Linked DNA regions of Mus musculus: region 1 is linked to region 2. Evidence: chromatin contacts called from public promoter capture Hi-C data. All regions are on one chromosome and are shown on one strand. The core of a region is the stretch at or near the end of the contact, and the rest is flanking DNA. Distances in the headings are between cores, read along the strand shown. Region 1 has its middle 35 kb from the start of Ttc34. Region 2 holds the start of Megf6 (multiple EGF-like-domains 6).

What was found. Promoter capture Hi-C pulls out the DNA fragments that hold promoters and counts their contacts.
Region 1: a promoter capture Hi-C map of second pharyngeal arch cranial neural crest shows a contact between it and region 2. The contact joins the enhancer-like site here to the promoter of Megf6 in region 2. A contact is called at or near these places in 9 of 39 promoter capture datasets (the 3T3-L1 cell line, the C10 cell line, cranial neural crest and 5 more), 1 of 15 datasets of contacts at CTCF or cohesin (pro-B cells), 1 of 484 Hi-C or Micro-C datasets (the G1E-ER4 cell line) and 7 of 115 datasets of contacts at active chromatin or transcription factors (bone marrow-derived dendritic cells, craniofacial prominence, embryonic basal ganglia and 4 more).

The regions. Positions count from the first base shown.
Region 1 is chr4:154,800,137-154,804,215 of GRCm38.p6, forward strand. No RefSeq gene overlaps it. Among named protein-coding and RNA genes, the nearest start is that of Ttc34, 35 kb to the right of the region's middle. RefSeq lists an enhancer at 1,765-3,014. Within about 2 kb of position 2,450, at least 12 of the 459 cell types and tissues checked have an H3K27ac peak or open chromatin away from gene starts, as enhancers often do. A contact at or near this core is called in craniofacial prominence and second pharyngeal arch cranial neural crest, where this site is marked.
Region 2 is chr4:154,169,062-154,172,536 of GRCm38.p6, forward strand. Megf6 (multiple EGF-like-domains 6) reads left to right here and starts at 1,652. Exons shown (of 37, transcript NM_001162977.1): 1 at 1,652-2,081. The coding sequence starts at 1,963.

The DNA.
Region 1 (4,079 bases), core at 1,200-3,699, 630 kb after region 2:
ATCAGTGAGTCTACATTCAGTGAGAGGCCCTGTCTCAGGGAGATACGGCAGAGGTGTGAAGACACCCAGTGTTCTCTTCAGGCCTTCAAGGGTACTCACAGTGGTATGTGCACATATGTGCCCATGAACACATACAGCACACACATAAAAAGTTACCCTGGCATGACAGCAGGAGCCAGACCATCCTTTGGGCAGTTCCAGTTCCTCTCTGGTGCCCTGGTTCATAGCTAGAACTTAAGGACCAAGGACCAGCGCTAAGTGTTCAGACTTGATTCCGCTGGCAGCTCAGCCATTACTCTACACCCACAAGCCAGATTCTCTGTGCTACACTGGGCTGTCCAGCTCAGAGACATGTGTCAGTTTGGGACCATGGACCCCCAGAATACAAGGAGCCCAGAGGACAGTGAGGCTCCTGGTTGCATGACTTCTATACAGGCCTGCCTGGTGCCATCAGGGCCACTGGTACAGGGACAGAGGGGGCCACCTCTCCTTAGTGTGACTGAACTGGCTCCATAGCCATCACCATGACAGTCTCCCCTGGGCCCCACCCACACCAAGGTGGAGACCACAGCAGCCACAGAAGCCCTGCATAGAGCTCCACCCTCAGTCACAGGCAGGGAGGCACCCACGTGCTGTGAGATGAAAGATTGGTCCGTTGCAAACGAGTACCACTAATGACTATTTAGCACGTCCATAACTTTACCAACAGAGCCCCAGCCTGAGAATCCCCAACGAGGCCTGGTCCTTGATTAATGCTAATGGGTTTTCTCACCAGCTGTGAAAATGCATTTTCCATAATTTAGCTGTCATTACAATGGGAAGGATTTATAAAACACACGCACACACAACGTGCTCTGAGGCCCTGGAGGGGAGCTGTCCAGGAAAGGCCTAGAAGCAGCTGGCCTCCCTGTGAAATGCATTCTGCTGGCCACACCTGGCCACCTGGCTTGGACCCCCAAGCCAGGATAGGATGTTGCTGAGAGCACCCTGCAGCAGAGCACAGCCATCCCCTGGACTCTGTACCTCATCAGGTGGAAGGCAGGACTGAATCTGTGGACCATGAATTGGGACCAGGTTTCTTTTCTGCCTCTTTAAGAAACAAGGACAACAGAGGTCACACCATCCCCTGGACAATCCCTGTTCCTTCCTCTCTGGAGCTAGAACTCAAGACCCAAGAACCAGGCTCCTTCAGAGCCACCGGCACCATATACCCCTCGGCTCTTGGCTCCTCCTCTCTCTGAAGTTCCTCACGTGTCATAGTTTTCACCTTTCCATAACATCTGGAAGAAAATACGGATGGTTTTGGGATAGAGGAGACCACCTGGCAGATAGCTGGGTCTCAAAGGAAAAGGGGAGACAACATGGGACTAGAGAGAGAGGGGTGTCACCCTCCTGTCCTCAGCCCAAGTATTCAAGATGGCGCTTCAAGTCACCAGCCATGCATGGGGACTCAGAGCATAGGACGGAAAACATTCGAATGGAGACATGTTTATTGAGAAAGCTGTTTTCAAAGGAATAGAGGCCAGAGGTTAAGAAAGAAGGAGAACTGGAGAAGAGGGTTAAAGGTGAATTCATGATTTTGGAAAGGTGAACGGTTGAGTGAATGGGAGGGCAGTGAGGGGGGTAGGTAGATGGAAACATGGAAGGAGAAATACAGGTTAGCTCTGAAAGCATAGAGAAACCCCAAGCCCAGAGGCACAGTCTGTTTGAGGGTCCCACTGAAGCCTCTCAGGAGCCTGATGGTGGCTGATCGAGTGCAGCCAGGATAAACCTTCACACCTCCACTTGGGAAACCCAGTGGCCCCAGGCAGAGGAAAGAACCCCCAAATGACCAGGCTGGTGTCTGGCCCACTGACCACAGCCCTTCTCACCTCCCCCTACCTGAGGGGCTCAGGCAGGGCAGGCCCTGCCCCACCCCCCTGATTTCAAACACAAATGAGTATCTGGAAGTAAGTTAAGAATGGGGGTGAGCGGGAAAGGCCTAGGAGCAGACCAGCATCGAATCAATTAATGGGCGTTCTTCCGAGCCCGGTGCACGCTTTGCCTTCAATTAGCGGATCTCGCCGGCCCCTGCTGCAGGCCCGGAGCCTCCGCCGCGGAAACTTTCTCCTTCTTGTTTTAATCTTTCACCGAGCCCGGCCTTTCGCCTCCAGCCCATCTAATTGAAACTAATCTTCGCGGGCAAGGCCTGTCTCTCCTCCTAATCCTCCTCCGAGGAAGTTCACATGGTCCCAATTACAACCACACCGGCCCCCTTTATTCCCGCCCTCGTCTCCCTCTGCCAGCCTCATTTTTTGAAAGTCTGCGTTATTAACTCCATGCTTTCGAGTTCCTGCCCGTCACGGGCCGCAAGATGCTATCGCTGGCTGCCGATGGATAAGGTTACCACGAAAGCATTTTGTGGGTTACGTTTCACACAAAGGCGATAGAGGGCATGATAGCGCAGAACCGGTGAGCTCCGAGGGGGAGGGGGCCGGCACTGCCAGCCCTGGGCCTCAGATCCCCTGCTTGCAACCTGCAGGCTGGGGAGCCCAGAAAGGGCTCTGGAAGCATCCTGGAGGAGCAAAGAGGGAAGAGGGGCATCGAGTATCCCCAGAGAGCACATTACCCCACCGCCAAGCCATATGGTCCCAAGAGGCCCCCCGCTGGAGGGCTGCAAAGTGGGAGATGGGGGTCCCTTGAGCTGGCTCCACATTACAAGGCAAACGGAAATCCTACATTTCCAGGCTGTCGAGAATGTCAAGTTTCCGTGCTCCAGGCTGGAATCCCACCAGCACCGTGTGGGCACGCTGGTTATCGTGGCTGATCAAACCTCAGATTGGCAGCTTGGGATGTCTCTGATTAGTTTTTTTTTTTCTAAAGAAACTGAAATAATCATTAGTTAATGAAGACATCTGGGCCCAAATTCCAGAACTACGGGAGAGAAAGCAACGAAATGGACCACCACAGGGTGACCCCGTGGGTGAGGAGGGAGGGTCTGAGCTGACCAGTCCCCAGACCACAGGCCAACTGATGAGGCAGTGAAGTACTTCCATGAAGGCCTAAGTTTAACCCTCAACCCCCATGTAAAAAGCTTGACATAGTGGCACTATGGAGGGGCAGCGGTGAGTAGGAGGGAGATCCCTCGGGCTTGCTGGTCAATTAGTAAAGCCAAATCAGAGGGCTCCAAAGAGATTCTATCTCGGAAAGTAAGGAGGAAAGTAATAAAGAATGACACAGATACTGACCTGTAACCTACATGCTCACTCACACTCACACACTCACACACACTCACACACACTCATATACACACACTCATACACGCTCACATACTCACACAGTCACATACATGCTCACACATACTCATATACACACACTCACATACACACACACTCACACACTCATATACACATACTCACACACTCATACACACACACTCACATACATACACACTCACACACTCACTCACATACACACACACACTCTCACACACTCCCATATACACACTCACATACACTCACACACATACACACACTCTCACACTCACTCACACACACTCACATACACACACATTCTCACACTCACACACTCACACACACTCACACACACTCATATACACACACTCATACACGCTCACATACTCACACAGTCACATACATGCTCACACATACTCATATACACACACTCACATACACACACACTCACACACTCATATACACATACTCACACACTCATACACACACACTCACATACATACACACTCACACACTCACTCACATACACACACACACTCTCACACACTCCCATATACACACTCACATACACTCACACACATACACACACTCTCACACTCACTCACACACACTCACATACACACACATTCTCACACACACACACTCACATACACACACCAATGCATGTACACACACATACACATTCACACACACACACACACACACACACACCAGTGCATGTGCACAACACCAGTGCATGTAGAGACAACATACAACACTTACACACACACAAAATCTATTAACATTAAAAAAATTTTTTAATGTCTATAAAAAGACATCATTATCAAAGTCCTGTGAGGCCCCTCT
Region 2 (3,475 bases), core at 402-2,901:
CGAGAAAATTTCACCCACTCACCTCCAGACTCTGGTCCTGGGGCACGGTTTCACAGAGCAGGTGGTGAACTTCTTCAGGTCCCCATCCCTCATGCACACAAGCATTCACACACGCCAGCGCCGGGAGAGACAGAGGTACAGAGGAGCAAGCTTAAGCGCCTGGGCCCAGTGTACAGTTCCTGTACTTCTCCACAGTGGTGGGCCCCTGGCTGAGGAGGGATATGAGATGAATTCCTGGGTGCAGACATTGGGAGTCCCCCAGAGGGCTCGGGTCAGCCTCTGCTACTGAGATCCAGGGAGGGTCTGGTGATGGGTTTGAGCAGAAGGGTGAGTCCCAGCACAACAATGCAGGGCAAACTGGGGTCCTGTTTGGGGCATCAGGTGGCAAGTTCCAGGACCCATTGCCCTCCAGAATCTGTCTGTCTATCCATCTCTCCCTCCCTCCTTCCTTACTTCCCTCCCTTCTCTATTTCCCCTGAGGTTATACTCCTCTATGTTTACTGCTCAGATCTGAAACCTGAGTTTTCTAAACTCACTCCACTCCCTTCCTTGCCCTCGGTTCCGCATCTGGGCCAGCAGCAGGTCTAAGCTGACAGCACCTGCCCAGTAATGAGACCCACAGTCTTTTGAAATGCGAACTTTTGCAGCGGCATTTCCAGGTCCCCCAGCCAGAGGCCCCCTCAAGCACTTGCTTCAGGGGAAGAGGAGGCTGGAACACCTACCGCACTCCTCAGGGATGGTGGAAGAGGGCAGGCTGGGTCCACCCATCATGTAAAAGGGCAGGCACACCTCTCCAGTAGGACAAGGAGGAGCTGATCCTCACACAACTATCTGCAACTAGTGAGGTCCGCTACCATACCCTCATGGGACTCTCCCAGCTCAGCTTCACAAAGAGCCCCTCTGAGTGTTTGATAAGTCCTGGACTAAGAGATGCCACGTACAGCGCTGGTCAGTCTGCCCCTAACCGCGGAGAAAGTCAAATCAAATCAAAGCCAGGCTTAAAAGACAATAAATACCTGGTGCAGGGAGTCGCCTCACCTCCTAGACCCCTATGCAGGTGCCTAGTGGGACCTACACGCCCACTCCACCCCATGCTACCGTCCCAAAGCACTCAGTACAGAACTGGGAATACGAAAGCCCAGAGGGTGGTGTGTTACCTAATAAAGTCAGTACCCAAAGGAAGTGCCCAGAGGCACTCAGAGGCTGTCCCCCCCTCTACCTCCCGCTCTACTATCCCTCCCTGCTTCTGGGACAGCGGTGGCGGGCGCGCGGACGAGGGGCCAAGGGAAGGTGACTGCAACTCCAAGAATCCAAGGGTGCGCTTGCAGAGGTCTCAGATCTGGATAGAGCGGTGTTTACGAAGTATGGACCGCGCAGACTCGACAGAATTGTTCACTTGGTTGGGGTCAGACCTGGGACTCTCGGTTGCAGAGAGAGGGAGCGCAAGTGAAATTGGAAAGCTTTAGGGGAAAGTACTGGGAAGCGAGCTTAGCCTTAAAGGTAGGACCAGGAGCCGGAGAGGGGAGGGGCTGAAGCGGGGCTGGAAGTGGGCTCTCCCTATTGGGATTGTCTGGGCGGGGCCGAAGGCGGAACGGGCGTGGCTTGGGCTGGGGGTGGGGCCAAAAGGGGCGGGAGCGGGGTCGGGAAAGAGGGGGCTGGGGTCGGGCCGGGGGGCGTGCGGCGGGCGGGCCTGACGTCTGCTGCGTCCCGCTCCGAGTTTGCTCTCCATCACTCCTGGCAAGTGTCTGGCCGCGCCGAACCGAGCGCGAAGGTCTCGGAGGTCCGGGCAACTGTCCCATCTGCACCTGCGGGAACCTCGCGCCCCGCACCTGGCGCGACTGGGTTGTGGTGCTCCGCTGTCCTCTGGGGGTATGGCGCCCGTGAAGACAGCGTCTACTGGCCGTAAGGGCCGCCTGTGAGTCGAAGATCCCAGGACCGAGTGGGAGCGCGACCGCGCGCACTATGCCTGTCGGGGTGGAGGCGAGGGCGTCTTGGCGCGTGGTGGCCCTGACGCTGCTGCTGCTCCCCGCCGTGCCTGCAGCCTCCCAGCCGCTACCCCCGCGCCCGCTGCAGCCGAGCATGTGAGTAGCGCGAGTCGTGAGGCTCCTGGCGGCGAAGCTGACCCGGACAGAACTCGGGGCTTTGTCCCTGGGGCCACAAACAATGGGCTCTTTGCTTTAACTGAGGAGGGGATGGTCTAGACCCGGGGTCCCGGACTGGATTTGGTGCCCTCGAGTCTGCCGCAGGGCCCATAGCCTCCGGGTTCCCGCCCCTGCAGCAAGGGTCCTGCAGACTTAGACGGATGCCGAACTCCGGAGAGGTGAGGAATCCAAGCCCCTGCGGCGCAGGGTCCAGCTGGGGAGCCAGCTTGGAGGCGGCCGAGAGGAAGCAGCCTGGTCCCACTTCCTCCCCAAGCTAGTCTCCTGGGGTCCGAGGGCCTGCGCAGGGGCGGGGGTGCCCAGAGGGGGCTGCCAGCACTGTTTTGTGTGTTAAACACGTGCGCTCTGGGGCCTCGGGAGAAGGAATTCAGTACTAGAATGGGCAGGAAGAGAGGGTCAGGGAGCCAGCGGCGACGGATTTAATTTTGAAAGATGATTCCCCAACAGGCCGGTTAGCGGTCTCTCTTAAACTGCAAAGCGATCCCCCTCTGTTGGCCTCAAAGGAAAACTGGTGCGAAGTGAGACTGAGAGTGGATGTACAGATGAGAGGCCTGCCCCCCCTCACCAGCCCTTCCCCGCAGGGTGCAAGGTGGAGCCTTGTAAACTTGGCAAGGCTGCTGGGGCGGCACGGGGAGTGGACCAGGGACCCTTCAGGCCCTGGTTGGGGCTTCCATTCTGCCAGTTCGGGCATCTTCTCACCCACAGAGGAGACTTGCTGCTTCTGTCCAGGGCTGGCACTGACCGGTCCACTATGTACCTGGCCGTGAGGACAGTGTCATGATTCCCTGGGGAATGAGAGGACAAGCTTCCTACTGGGACAGGTGCCCTCGGGACCTCCTCCCTGGGTCTTGCTTTGGTCTTTGTGGCCATTACAAAAAAGAGCTGGATCTGAGTTGGGGTCCTCTCGTCTATGAACAGAAGCAACCTATGTCCCCGACTTCCGCTGCTCCTTCCTCTTAACTGAGTTTGTTCCTAGGGAGCTTCGGTCCTAGAATGATTATTGCACTAAGCGTGGTGGGCTAGGGCTGCCAGCCTGCCTGTCTCTTTCATGGTTGAGAGGGGCTGCAGACACGGTCTTCCCGAGGTTGGGTGGATGCAATCTGGCACGAGTGGAAACTGTTGCTGGCCCTTTATGGGTTCCCCACCCTGCTCTGTCCGTTCCTGCTGATCTCCCTGGGAGTGGAGCCAAGGGCTTGCTGCCTGTGTCCTGCTCACCTGGGCCCAGGAAGCCTTTAGCTGTTAAAAAAGCTGTTGGAATTAGCTGTGAATGGGTAGCGGGAGAGCCTGACTCTTCTTCCTCTTGATGCAATTTCCAG